2 separate regions of the Mus musculus genome follow, and region 2 is linked to region 1. The links are chromatin contacts, called in public HiChIP or PLAC-seq maps. All regions are on one chromosome and are shown on one strand. Each heading gives the region's core, a stretch centred on a gene start, on an enhancer-like site or on the middle of the called end of the contact. The rest is flanking DNA. Distances are from core to core; before and after follow the strand shown. Region 1 holds the start of Fam220a (family with sequence similarity 220, member A). Region 2 holds the start of Spdye4a (speedy/RINGO cell cycle regulator family, member E4A).

The links. HiChIP or PLAC-seq counts read pairs in DNA pulled down with a chosen protein or histone mark.
Region 2: a contact with region 1 is called in an HNF4G HiChIP or PLAC-seq map of pancreatic cancer cells. The contact joins the promoter of Spdye4a here to the promoter of Fam220a in region 1. A contact is called at or near these places in 2 of 115 datasets of contacts at active chromatin or transcription factors (bone marrow-derived macrophages and pancreatic cancer cells).

Annotation. Positions count from the first base shown.
Region 1 is chr5:143,547,374-143,550,936 of GRCm38.p6, forward strand. It overlaps Fam220a (family with sequence similarity 220, member A), which reads left to right and starts at 1,347. Exons shown (of 2, transcript NM_133703.5): 1 at 1,347-1,761.
Region 2 is chr5:143,223,899-143,227,837 of GRCm38.p6, forward strand. Spdye4a (speedy/RINGO cell cycle regulator family, member E4A) reads right to left here and starts at 1,984. Exons shown (of 7, transcript NM_029048.3): 1 at 1,696-1,984; 2 at 983-1,201. The coding sequence starts at 1,909. It overlaps 4930448H16Rik (RIKEN cDNA 4930448H16 gene), which reads left to right and starts at 3,094. Exons shown (of 5, transcript NR_040700.1): 1 at 3,094-3,119; 2 at 3,822-3,925.

The DNA of each region.
Region 1 (3,563 bases), core at 97-2,596:
CCTTATATTTCTTTTCTTTTCTTAACAGGGTTTCTCTGTGTAGCTTTGGCTGTTCTGGATCTCAGTCTAAAAACTGGACTGACCTCGAACTCACAGAGATCTGCCTGCCTCTGTCTACTGAGTACTGGGGTTAAAAGCATGCACCATCACCACCACGGACCACCAGGTTTACCTTGTTTTCTTACATGTGTGAGTCGTAGAGTGGGGTTGCTGCGTTGCGTCCTGGCGCCCTCTAATGGTGAAGCTGAGGATAACAGGGAACGTGGCGTGGCAGCGCTAACCTGTTGCTATTCCAGTTTCAGGAGGCTGCTGCTGAGTTGATATCACCCTTTATGGCCTGGACCCTCTCACACCCATCACCAAACAAGAAGATGCCGTACAGAATCGCTTACAGGTCAACCTGATGGAGGCAGTTTTTCAATTGAGGTTCCTTTTTCCAGCATAACTCTAGGAATTAGATAACTCTAGACGAGGTTCTCAGCCTTCCAATGCGCGACCCCCTTAATACAGTTCTTCGTGTGGTGACCACCAACCATAAAATTATTTCACAACGACTTTATAACTTTAGTTTTGCTAATTTTACGAATCGTAATGTAAATATCTGATATACAGGTGGTCTTAGGCTAACCACTGTGAAAGGATCGTTCGGTCTCCAGAGAGGTCGCGACCCACTGGTTGAGAACTGCTGGTCTATCTTGTGTCACGTTAACAAAAATAAATGAGCAGCATAGAAGGCAACACCCTAGAGTCACTTGTGTTCTTCCACCATGAGGGTCTCAGGAATTGAACTCAGATCCTCTGGAGCAATGGGAAGTGCATTTTACCTACTTCACCATTTTGCTGGTCTCACTGTAACCATTTTTAGGAATATGTGTGTTATAAAGTACCTGTGGCCATACCCAGGCATCATCTCTTTTCTGTTATATTTTAAAGATTGATTTTTATTTGGATGTGGTGTGTGTGCGAATGAGTGCAGATGCCCAGGAAGGTCAGATATTGGCTCTCCTGGAGCCAGCTACAGGTGGATTTTGAGCCACCTAGTGTGGGTACGGGAAACTGAACTGAGGGTCCTCTGGAGGAGCAGCCAGCCTTGAGTTCATGTTTTTCCTGCTTCAGTCTCTTGAGTGCTGGAATATTAACAGGCTAGCGCCACCACGCCACTTTCCCTGTGTCGTTATTCTCAACTCTTCACCATTAGAGGACGCCAGATGCAACGCAGCCAACCCTAGTCTCCAACTCATGCGCACTTCACTTGCAGGAAAGCCGCCCGAGGGGCGGGGCGGCCCGGGGCGGGGCGGGAGGCGGAGTCTGCTGCCTGCGCAGGCGCGGGCCGGCTTTGTGACGTCAGGCCGCGCGGCCCGGCCGGGAATCCAGGTGGTAGCTGGTGGAGTCGCCTCCGGAGAGTGACGCGCAGACTCGGCTCCCCCGCGGCCCGCCCTCCTGCCGGCCTCGCCGCGGTCTCCCTTGCTCCCTGAGATCGCTGAGCGCTGAGCAGCGGCCCGGGAGAGGAGGCCTTGGGCGACGGGGCGCGGAGAGGGAGGGCGGGCGGGCAGTGGGGGCGCCGCGGATCTCTATATGGCGACGGCTCTGTCGGGTCTGGCTGTCCGGCTGTCGCGCTCGGCCGCCGCCCGCTCCTATGGGGTCTTCTGCAAGGGGCTGACCCGCACGCTGCTCATCTTCTTTGACTTGGCTTGGCGGCTGCGCATCAACTTTCCTTACCTCTACATCGTGGCTTCCATGATGCTCAACGTGCGCCTGCAGGTAGGTGAGCCGCGCCCTCCGCATCCCTGCCCACCTGGCTCGGCGGGATGCAGGTGCTAAGGGGCTCATGCTATCAGCCTGAGGCTGAGTGTGAACCAAACACCGCGTCCCTCCCACCCCCGTTACCCTACTCTGCATAGAGGATGCTTCAGAAGGTAGGTTCCCACATCTGGGGGTGGGGTCCAAGGAAAGATGACAGGAAGGTCCCTTAGGACGCTTTGTCCTCAAAAATGACAAATTGTTGGCGATCCTGTAGCTGCGAGTTCCTTTGTGAATTCTGGTTCCCCAAACTTTGTGACGGTATATTATATTATCCTTGTACTGTAGGTTGAAAGTTAATGGTGTCTTGACCAATGTTTTCGGTATCTTCTGACCAGGGATTAGAAATGGCGATAGGGATGAAGATGAGAGAGAAAGAGGGAAAACAGATTTAGAGGCCTGCAACAGTTTAGACGTGGACTAACAGCATGCCTGCATCAGCATTCTGGAGGCCTCATTTGCTGAAAATGACTGACATTTCTCTATCTTGAATTTACAAAATGCTTTTTTTTCTAGCGGAGAGGTCTTACGGACCTGAGTGTTCTGTCTCAAAATGTAAGAAAGGCTGCATAGTGAACTTGGATTCTGTTTACACACCTTGGAGTGTCACAGGCTGTGTTGGAAGGAAGGACTTGGCTCCACCCCTGGGAAGCATGTAATCTGACAGAGGTTTTTTGTTGTTGTTTTTGTTTTGTTTTTGGTTTTTTGTGGTTCTGGAAATGAACCCGGTGGGTGCATTGGTTTGCCAGCCCTAACCCCAGCCTTACTGTGCTTATGTTGTTCCCTGGTGTGCAGAGGCGCCAGTTCAGTATAGTGCTACCTAGTTTTTCTGCAGTTGGGTCAAGTTGGAGTGTAATGGACTTGGTGTGTGTAAATGGTCCATGACACAGACCACATGAAATCGGAAGCCAAATATGTTGATCAAAATTGGTTAAAAGGAGTTAAGAAAAACCAAATTTGAGGTCCATATCAGAATCTCTTTACTTTTTTGGGGGGGGGGTGGGGAGGTGTTGTGTGTGTACCACCCTGGTTATGAGGTGCTGCCGGGATCAACTCGGGACTTTGTGAATGTTAGACAAGCATGAGCAGGGCTTGTAGCATCTTAAGTGATATCAGGCCATGGGGCAGAACCGTCAAGCCTTTACAGCAGGTGCCACAAATGAGTGGAGTGCTGGGTGTGGGAAGTGAGATCAACCAGAAAGCCTGTGTTCCTGCCAATTACCTACCTGTAGAAACATGGCTCCAGTGTCTCTGCCAGATCTGGTAACCACCTCCGAGAGAAATCAGACTTGAGAAATCAGACTTCCTGATTTGTGAACATCAAGTTAGCTCAGAGTTTTCAAAAAGGAAACAAAACAAAACAAAAAACAAAAACAAAAACAAAAAACCTTTGGTGATGAAGCAAAAGTTGTCTGCAGTCTGTGTTGGACCCATCCAGTCCCACTTTGGAATCTGGTGTCCAGTTTTACATATGATTTGTATTTGGCTAGAAAATTACATGAGGGCTGCAGAGATGGCTCAGTGGTTAAGAGCATTGACTGCTCTTTTGAAGGTCATGAGTTCAAATCCCAGCAACCACATGGTAGCTCACAACCAACCGTAATGAGAAACAAATAAAAAAACCTATGGGCCAGAGCAAGTGGGGGCCGGAGTGAGGAGGAGAAAGTGAAGGGGGGGGGGAAAGAAGAAAGGAAAGAAAGAGAGAAAGAAAGAAAATTACATGAAAGACTACAAGAGCTTACTTAATACAAAATGTTATATCT
Region 2 (3,939 bases), core at 734-3,233, 320 kb before region 1:
TGGCAGACATCTTCTAGTTAGCTTTTGCTCTCATCTTAACACAGTCCAGGATTACCTGGGGAGTCTCAGTTTGGAGATTATCTCAATCAGGTTGACCTGTGGCTATGTTTTGGAGAAATTTTATGATTGCTAATTTACATAGTGGGCCACTGCCCACTGTGGGAGGTACCATCCCTGAGTAGGTGGTCTTGCTAGCTGGACAGAAGCCAGGAACAAGCCGATAGGCAACATTCTTCTATGGTGTCTGCTTCAGCTCCTGCTTGAAGTCCAGCTCACCTCAGTGATGGATTTTGACATGGAAGCATAAACCAAAATAAATCCCTTCCTCCTTGAGTTCCATTTTGTCATGGTGTTTAAAGCAAAGGAAAATAATGGGAAGCCTACGGCTAGTTGTAGGAGAGTAAAACAGAAGAGGAAGGGACAATGGTCTCATCTGAGACTCCAAAGAGGAGGCACCGAGCAAAGCTTAGAGTATCAGTGGCATGCATATCATATCACACTTCAGATATAGTTAATGTGCATGCGGCTCAGGGATCAACCCAGCATCTCGAATGTGCTAAGCAAGACTCTGCAACCAAGCTACCCACTGCGTTCCAGGACCAAGATGCTTCAGTAGACTGTGACATCCCCTCATTGTACCACATGCACCACTCCGTAGGCCAGAAGCACTTATGCTGACAGTCCCGTCTGATGTCATCTAAGGGTTGGAACATGACTGTGTTGGTGTTTGGGTGAAGACACCTCAAACCAGCAAAGTAAGAAAGAGCCAAGTGACAGAGGCCTGGTGAGCACCAACCTTCTCGTCTCCTTGTGTCAACTCTAGCTAAGTCCCTGGCGCCCGTGTGACCCTAAGAATCGATTAAACATGAGTCACCGAAGCTGACCGAGTGTGGGGCTGTGAGGGCAGCTTTCCCACAGGGAAGAGTGTTGACTAGAAGGTCCCTCGTTTGCTTAAGGAGGGAGCTGTGTAGGCGTCTCTTACCGAGCAGCTTGGTGAAGACCTTGTGGTGTTCAGGCCTCACTGTAGACACACGTCGCCTCTTCAGCCTCATCCTAAGTCCGCACAGCATCTCCACTGACCACACTGGCTGGGGATCAGGTTCAAATAGCTCTGCCAGGTCATCCTCAGAATCTAATGACTCGTCCCTCTTCCTCTTTTGGATGCTGGATGGAGGCTGGGGAGTGGCTTCCACCCTTGGTTCTATGTGAAGAAAGCCCGCCCAGTGCGAAGCTCAGGCCTTGATGATCTCCACTCTGCCCACTGTACTCCAAACACCCAAACCTCTTCAGCTGCTGCCTTTCCCCAAACCACTGTGCAGTTCCCCCCGGGTTGATAGCCACCTACTCCCTCACTTTGTCACTGTCCCCCCTCCATGTCCCTCAAGATTCTTCCTCATTAGAGAGATACTGTCCCATAAAAAGGAAATCTCTTTTTGGGTCTCCTCTTTTCTGTCCTGTCTTTGTCTCTTAGTGCCTAACCTCTTTTCTCATTCTACAGAGTCTTAGTCCATGTGACACCTGAGTCTACCACCCTGTCCTCCCTGCCTCCGTCCTAGGCCCTTCCTTCCTTCCTTCCTTCCTTCCTTCCTTCCTTCCTTCCTTCCTTCCTTCCTTCCTTCCTTCCTTCCTTCCTTCCTTCCCTGTCCTCCTCCCTACTGTCTCCCTCTCCCATCTCTTCTCCATCTGTCCCCTCACCTGCCAGTCCTGAGCTCTCCCCATCTACCACCACCCCAGGTGAGGGCCTGGTGATGCCAGGCTGAGGGCTCTGTTCCTCAGAACACAATGACAGTTGGCCAGCAGTCACGATTCTCCCAACCTGTATTCTCCCTTCCACAAATCCCAGACTCTGATCTCTCCCGCCCTCCTCCTGGACTCTGGCTGAATCCACGCCTGGCGTCCCTTCCCCCATCTAGGGAGAAGTCAAGAGTGGAGGAAAACTCCAAGAAGATGCTGTTGTCCACCGAGCTGCCTGCCACCATGGAGTGTCTCTCCTCCAATCAGGAGGAGCGGATGCCTATGATGTCATCGGCCTTCCAATCTGGCAACCAGTTTGAAATAAAACATGTGTAACTGACAGACTGATGTTTCTGCTTGTTCTGAGGATTAGGGGTCACCCTGTCTCTTACACTCATCCCTTTTCCAAGACCATTCTCCTTGTTTGTTCTCTCTGCAATGTATATACTGTGTTCTCTTCACTTATCCCTGAAACGTGGTAGATTCTCCTTTCCTCTGTCTACCCCCATTTGCAACCTTAGTCTCTTCCCCATTATACATCATTTCTCCATTTGGTTAAAACTTTTTTCCTTCTTAAAAACTTAATTATTGGGATAGCATTTGAAATGTAAATGAAGAAAATACCTAGTAAAAACAAACAAACAAACAAACAAATAAACAGTAACAAAAAAACTTAATTAAATATACTCTTTTTCTTTGTGTTTTTTGTTTTGTTTAAGACAGGGTTTCTCTGTATATCTCTGTTTGTCCTGGGACTTGCTCTATAGACCAGGCTGGACTCAAACTCAGAAATCTGTCTCCTGAGGAAAACTTTTTATAATCCTTCATCCCCCTTCCTTGCTCTATAAGTTTTCAATCTTTGTGACATCCACATGGCTGCCACTTGCCTGCCCTCTCCTTCTCCTGGCGTCCAGAGCCCTGAGATCCTCACTCCTATGGCCTTCCTCCTTCCTGCCACCCACTCACATCTCTCCTCACCCTGGTAACTTCACCTGATAATGCTGGGATAGCACCATCCATCACTGGTGAGGCTATCGTGGTGCTCAGCTGGGGACACTGTTCCCCAGACTGTGAGGAAATTTCACTGGCATCCATAGCTCTCTTCCCTCCTTTCTATGAATCCTAGACTCGTGTCTACCCTGCCTTCCTCCTGGACTCTGGCTGAATCCACTCCTGGTTCTTCCTATAGTCTAGGGAGAAGTCAGTAGTGGAGGAGAGCCCTGAGAAGGTGTTTGTCCACCTTGCTGCCTAGCTCCACAGAGTTTGGCTCTTCCAATCAGGAGGGGCGGAAGCCTGTGAGGTCATCAGCCTTCCAACCTGGCAACCGGTTTGAAAGACAAAATGTGTAACTGATGAGTTGATGGGTTCCGAGGATGAATGTGCAGGTTTGGAAATCTAGAGTTGGGGAATGCAATGGGGGTTCTAAAGAAAGCAAGAACACTAGAGATGAACAGAGCAGGGTAGGGTGTGTGAGGGGCTTGTGAGGGACATGATGGAGATCTGACATGGCAGGGTATTATTATCAGGCAGGAAGTTCTCTGATGGCACCTTTGAACCATGCTCCTGGCTGGCGAGTGCTACCCACAGTTGTAGTGCCCATATGAGCACGAGGACCTCAGAGGAAAGTTGAGCCTGGCCTTCTCCCCCTGGCATTTCTGTGCCTCGCTGGGCTCTGCTCCTCTAAAGTTTCCATTTGTCCCTTGGCGCATAATGCTCTTTAACCCATGAAGAAGTCTTCCAATTCTGTAACTCCTAAAATCTAGTGGGGCCCTTGGGTGTAGAAGATGGCAGCTAACGGTGGATTTTTTTTTTTTCTGCCTGTGCTCACAATGGAGCCTCAGGATTCAAACTGACTGTTCTGGCTGATCAAGTTTACAAAGAGAGGGAATATATACTGTAACAATCTCTGGATTTAGATCTTTGGGAAAGAGGCCAGTCCTGAGGCTCGCTGGCAAAGGGAGTGTTTCCAGCCATGGAGGAGGGGGTGATCCTGAGCAGAAGGGTGGCATCTTTTAGCAGAAGAGCTGATGTTCAGTGCCTATTCTATTTCTATTTCTGTTCTGTGGTTACATATTCTGATTAAAAAGCAACCAAGTGAAGAAAGCTGCCAAATCCAGGTTACTGCCCATCATTGTGAAGTCAAGGCAGTGTCAAACAGCAAGGCACGTCACGTCTGCGGAGAGACACAAAGGCACGTATGCTCAC